Linked DNA regions of Gossypium hirsutum: region 1 is linked to region 2. Evidence: chromatin contacts called from public Hi-C data. All regions are on one chromosome and are shown on one strand. Each heading gives the region's core, a stretch centred on a gene start, on an enhancer-like site or on the middle of the called end of the contact. The rest is flanking DNA. Distances are from core to core; before and after follow the strand shown.

Region 1 (3,514 bases), core at 671-3,170, 280 kb before region 2:
TTCAATCACTTCAATTTATCGGTAAAATAATAGAAAGACGGAAATTACTAGTACTTTTAGTCCTCGTGGGAACGATATCTTTGCTCACCTTAGCTATACTATTTGTCGATAGATGCACTTGTCTTTGTTGTATTTTTAGTTGGTTTCGTGGACATCAAGTTAATAGGGTAACTAATTATCCAATTCATCATTTCATTACATAACGTAACATGATTCAATCCAATTCAAGGCCAATTTCATATTTTCATCAAGTTACACTAGTTTTAGTTCTATTCAATTTAGTCCTCTATTTCAACAAGTAATCTCAATCATAATAATTCAAATCAAATAATCATTTTCAACTCACCTCAATATCATACTATGCAAAACAATATAAATATGAAACAATTATAATGATTCAAATTATATAAATACAAACTGAAGACTCAAGTTACTCGGCGTTGGCTCTCGTCTTTCCTTTCCCTTTTGATGGCCTTGCGTCGTCTTTAGCTACAAATAATAATCCAACAATACACAACATCAAATTCCAATTCAAATCACAACCAATTACAAAGTCACACATATTTTGCAATTTATTCAATTTAGTCTCTAAACCCGAGACAAGCATAACTTTCAATCTAAACCCTCAAATTAAAATTCGATTTCACCTATTTTCATTAAGGACCTTCTATTTCCTATTCCTACCAAGATTTCATAATAGTTTTTTATTTTATTCAATTTGATCCCTATTGTACGAAACTATCAATTGAACTTTACAATTTAGTCTTTTTTTTAAACTAAGCTTAATTTCTATCAAATTCACATCAATTTCATCAAGTTCTCAACTATGAAAACTTTCTAAAACTTTAACAGTTTCACAATTTAATAAATGTGTTAGCCAATTCAAGCTCCTATGACCTCAAATCTATAAAAATTAATGAAAAATGACTAGGGACTTATTTAGCCAAAAGCTTCAAAGTTAGCAAAAATGGTGTTTTCCTTTTATGTTTCTTTTTTTGTTGAGATGAAGAAGATGAAACTCTCTTCTCTCTTTCCGCTAATTGCATTTTATACTATGGTTTTATTTTAATTAAACTAGTTTAATTAAATTAACCTTAATTATTTAAGCTTAATAACTAATTAAATTAAGTAAATGACACCATCCATCACCACCCACTAACATATATTTAAAATCGGTCTGTTTTCTATTATATTCCTTTGGTTAGTTGTAATTTAAGTCCTCAAGCCTTATTCTAATTAAAAATCTATAGTAATTAAACTTTTATAATTTAGTCCCTAAGCCTTAATTAATCACAATTTTGATTAAATCACTTAACCAAATTTCAATTAATCAATACAATAACTTCGTAAATATCTCTATTAAATATTACGGATTTGGATTACGAAAATGAAATTCTGAAACTACATTTTCTGATACTATTAAAAACCGGGTCGTTACATTTCAAACTAACTTTTAGACCCAACCTCAAAAGCTAAAAAATAAAGCTTTTTGCTTTTGACTTTTGACTTTTGAATGTAAAATTGTCAAAATATCCTCATTTATTTCATCAATCAAATATATTTTTAAGCTTTAACTTAGCATTTTGCAATGAGCATGTAAATTAATAAAAAAATTAATTTTCTCTAATATTGTTTATATATTTAAATTAAAGTTTACAAATAATTTATATTAATTTCTTTAAAGCCATTTAAATTTTATATTTCATATATTAACATATTAAATTATTTAAATATTATTTCACTTATTTTTTACTTACCAATATCGTATTTAATATATATATTTAATAACAGTGAACAACATTTTTTTAACAATGGTAACCTAGCCCCAAGTGTAATGGATTAAAACGCAGCGTTTTGGAATTTTAAGTAAATTGAATATCTCAATTGCTGTTGTCGAATTTCGACCACAAGGTTAGGTGAAGTTCAGTTCGATAATACCATACAAAAAAACGTGCGGATACAGTTTCAAGATTACATGGCGGATTATAATTGGATAATGTTCTAAAAGGAAAAAGGAAATTACGGTTCTCTGCGTTTCAACTTTCAACAAGGATCAACATCATTGTCTTCAAATCTTTCTCAGTGCATTTCTTTGGTCATCTTTTTTTTTTAAAAAAAAATCCTTATGCGAGCAAACAATGGCAATGGCGGGGGATCTGTTAAGACTCTCTGTATTAAATCGGCCAAAGCTCTCTTTCAGTAATGGCGCGAAACTCAAAGCTGACCGCTTTGGCTTGCTAAAACGATGCCCTCGTGGTCGTTTCCATTGTCGGCCTCGGTCAACTCCTGGATTCGTCTTGTTCAGTTCACTGGAGACTAGATTAGAGTCGGAGGAATCGTCTATACTGCCGGTAGGACAGAAGCTTAAAGACCCGTCGGTTCTCCTCGATGTCAACGGGATGATGTGCGGCGGATGCGTGTCCCGAGTCAAATCGGTTATCTCTTCCGACGAGCGAGTCGAATCAGTAGTAGTCAACTTGTTGACCGAGACGGCGGCGATCAAGTTGAAGCGGGAGGTGATGGAGAGGGAAACCGTGGAGAGTGTTGCGGAGAGTATAGCTCAGAGGGTGAGCGAGTGCGGGTTCATGGCTAAGAGGAGGGTTTCGGGGATTGGAATCGCGGAGAACATGAGGAAGTGGAAGGAAATGTTGAAGAAGAAAGAGGAATTGTTGGTGAAGAGTAGGAATCGAGTGGCTTTTGCTTGGACTTTGGTGGCGCTTTGTTGTGGAGCTCATGCTTCACATATTTTGCACTCCCTAGGGATTCATTTCGGCCATGGTAATTTAATTTAATGCAATTCAATTTCTTATTTAAATTTGATATGTGATAATGACGCCTATGGTTTAATTATGTTTGATTCAGGATCGTTTCTGGAGGTCCTTCATAATTCTTATGTCAAAGGAGGATTGGCTTTAACGGCTTTGTTGGGTCCAGGAAGAGGTTTGTTGTTTTATCCCTTATTTTCACATGCATTAACATTTAGGCGGCATGTAAGAAATTCTATGTTTGGATATATGGATTAGAAAATTTTGGATTTATATTTGGTTTGTTGTATTAGTTGTCAGAATGAATTGCATACTATAAATTAGTTAATATTTAATATGATATGTATTTGAAATGTATAGAAACTTGCATGTCAAATTCACAAATGCCTTTAGGAATTTCAAATTCACCGTGAAAAAGACCTCCACAAATTCATGAATTTGAAAAATAATCATAATATCTATCTATAGTATATATAAAGTGGCTGATTGAGTTGGTGTCAGGCTGTGAGTTACTAAAATACCTTTACTTCAAAGGGTAATTAGTATTACTTTAAAAATATTTTCATCTTTTCATACTTTAATATAAAATTCAAATAAAAATTATTTGCAAATTGACCACAAGACCTACAAATTCATATAAAAGACCCTTGTCACTCCACTGATAATAATTTATTGATATATTTTATAAATAATTTTTTAATATAAAATCGTGGGTGTAATAATATTAGTTATATTTATATGTGTTTTAT
Region 2 (3,255 bases), core at 79-2,578:
ATCTCCACAAACCAGATAACCAATTTCTTCACTATCAGCATTCTGCTCTCCTTGTAAGTAAACAACATTTGGCTCAGACGATTCAAGAACTCGTCGAACCTCATCGATGCTAGGATTGTTCAGAAGCTGAACCTGCATTTAAATAAGTAAAAGTGCAACTTTATAAGAAGTTCTGCTAAAATGTCAACAGTTAAAAAAGGTTAAAAACTATTAACACGATTTATATACCTCCAAGCGACCTGAAGAAGCAATCTCTGGAAAAAGGTATCTGGACTTATCATTAGAAACTGGCTGCTTCTGTTTATTATCAGAAACTTCACCACCACAAAGAATAGCAAGGAGATTGCAATGGTTCCTTGAAGACCTTTGAGCACTAAACATCATTAAAACATGCCAGACTCAGCAAGACCCAAACTTGCCACTAAGTGCAAGGCACCAATGGCCCCTTTAAGAAATCCCAAAAACCTAAAACATTACTCTGAAATCAAATCAAAACCCTAAAAAGCCAACTGCAAATCTTATTACTCGAAACCTCTGATTTTCCAAAATTCTATCACAGAGCAAAAAGGAACTTCACTTTGTATTTGAGACACTTGAAAATCCCTAAAAACCAAAGGTGGAGAGTTCAAAATCTGAAGAAAACCCACCGACCCAGATGAAATAAACAAGGGAATCGAGAACCCGAATGTACAAAATTACCAAACCAGACGAAGATACCGAGAAAATTTCTCAGGAAGCAAATCCTTCCAAAACAAAAATCGGAAAGTAAAAAAAGAACCCTAAGTTTTAAGAAGAGTCAGTCTCCCAAATAATAAAGAAATCTCAAATAAATAAAAAACCCGAAATGACACATCTTTATTCCTTCTTTCACTAACAATCCCCCACTAGCACCGCCTTTGACAAAAAAAATTAAAATCAAAAACAAAAAAAAAACCCAAAATCAAAATCAAAATTCGATTAAAATCAAAGTAAATTAATTAAAAATAAAAAAAAGCCCAGCCAGAGCCTCCCTTTTTTTCTCTTTGTTGTCAGTATGTATTTTTAATAACTACAGTTTCCCAAGTCAAAAAGAGTGAATTTGATGAACCGTTTGATCAGGAAATCCACAAAAAAGGAAAAAGAAATGCCCATTTCTTAATTGACTTTTTAATAATTTGTTTCTTTCAAGTTACCGTGCTTCAAAAGATATCATAACTAATGCATTATACTCGTTCGCAAACTTTGAGGAGGTGAAAAGTTTCTGTATCTGCTTTTTTGTGTTCTTGAATACTATACTTCAAAGTCCAATACAACCGGAAAACGTTCATTAATGAAGGGTATTTCTAATTTCTTTTCTTTCTTTTTTTTGTTTGGACAAAGATTTAGAATGGTTGGTTTGGTTCTGTTCTCATTGTCCAAGCGATCATGACGGTGATCATCATGGGTAAATTTGTGTTGGGATTGAATGATATTATTTACTGAGACTTTAAAAGCCCCGAAAACAAAAATTCTTTTCAGGTAAATATGTTCTTCGTTCAGCACTCGAACTGCTCGCTTTGTACGAACTGGGACCCAGTTCCCTGGATTTGACTCCCCCACTTTCTTTTTCACTCTTCTTTTCACTTGGTTTTATTCTCAATTTCATCTTTTTATTCTATAAAAACTTAATAACTTATCTTTTATTACAATTTCATCCTTCAAAATTAAAGTGGCAATACTATTAAATTATTGATCTCAACATCAGTTGTTAAGTAAAAAAATTAGCAAAAACATAACCATAACAATAATTTATCACCGACTTTCTGATCCAATTAAAAATTTATTAAATTTTCAAAAAATTTAAAAATTCTGGTTCAATCGATTCTTAACCGATTCAACCGGTTTTTTATTTAATTTTTACCGATTTTCGGTCTAATCAATCCAAAGCCACTTTTCAGGTCGGTCTCTCAACCAGCTGGTTCTGCTCGATTCAAACAACACTACAATTTATATGTAAAAAATTAACAAAAATCAACAGTAATCAAATTAACTCCTTGGTTTTTATGAGGTATATAAATTACAAGGACAAAACTTTGACAAATTAAAATATAAAGATTAATTTTTGGGGATGAAATTCATAATCAAAATCTTAATTTCTACAACAAACTACTTGCCTTTATAATTCTTGGATTATGTTTTACTGAGGATTAATTGTATCATACAGTTTTAAATTATAGGTTAATTCTAATTTGGCTTTTTAATTTTAAAATATTTTAATTGAATTTTTAAAGTATTAGTATTGTATCAATTAGGTTTTTTTGTTCATCAAGTCATTAACTTGGGCATTAAATGCTGGATCAAATTTAATATGAAGGATATTTAAACACAACGATCCCAAAATTTGTGTACCTACTACATGAATAATTTGAATCTATTGCATAAAAATAAAAAATAAAAACAACCTTCCTAAATTTTATTAATGTTGTCTGTTCTTTTTAGCGCTTTAGGTTCAAACTATCAACACAATATATACACGCATGTATAATTTGATTCACATGTTTTAAATATATTTTATGTCAATTTCAAACAATCATTTACAGACTAAATTGATTATTAGTATTTTAAGAATTCAATTACAATATTTTAAAATCCAAGAACTAATTTAAAATCTAAATGATAGTTTGGAGATGTTTAGCAAAACTAACCCTTTCTCTTAGCAAGTTTTTTCCATGAACAGAATTTCACTAATCACGGAAAGATTACATGTTAATGAATTATCTTTTAGTATTTCTATTATACGTGTGCATTTGAATATAACATATAATAAATAATTAAAATGTAAAATTTAAAATTAATTAATAATAGCACATATAATATGTACAGTATTAAGTTGGTTTTGAGCTGACTTGTAACACTGAAATAATAATAGTAGTCATTTAATAAAATGGTATATTAGTCATTTCCTTACTGAGTCGATACCTGGTTTACCTATGACATCATCTCAGTCAGTCAGGGGTTTCATTAATAGTATAGAAAGACATTTTATGTTAAAAGTTACTTGTTTTAAGTTTATTTAAGAATTATTGCTGGTGTAGTGATAAAAAATTTGTTTATAAATCCAATAAACACAAGTTCAACACGTAAATTTTAGTTTTTTATTTAAAAATATGAAAAGATAAGAAGGTCGTCAAAATAATAATAGTCATTTAATAAAAAGATATATTAGTAATTTCCCAACCGAGTTGGTATCAATTAATCCATGACACCAACTCAATTAAGGGTTTTATTAATAGTTTA

The links. Hi-C and Micro-C count contacts between places; a contact is called where the count stands out from the background.
Region 1: a contact with region 2 is called in a Hi-C map of leaf, with 3 times the contacts expected there. The contact joins the promoter of LOC107900981 here to the promoter of LOC107900987 in region 2. A contact is called at or near these places in 5 of 34 Hi-C or Micro-C datasets (hypocotyl, leaf and petal).

What each region holds. Positions count from the first base shown.
Region 1 is chrD06:17,213,484-17,216,997 of Gossypium_hirsutum_v2.1, reverse strand. It overlaps LOC107900981 (copper-transporting ATPase PAA2, chloroplastic), which reads left to right and starts at 1,920. Exons shown (of 18, transcript XM_016826787.2): 1 at 1,920-2,778; 2 at 2,863-2,940. The coding sequence starts at 2,139.
Region 2 is chrD06:16,934,022-16,937,276 of Gossypium_hirsutum_v2.1, reverse strand. It overlaps LOC107900987 (AT-rich interactive domain-containing protein 4), which reads right to left and starts at 1,328. Exons shown (of 15, transcript XM_016826799.2): 1 at 229-1,328; 2 at 1-132. The coding sequence starts at 384.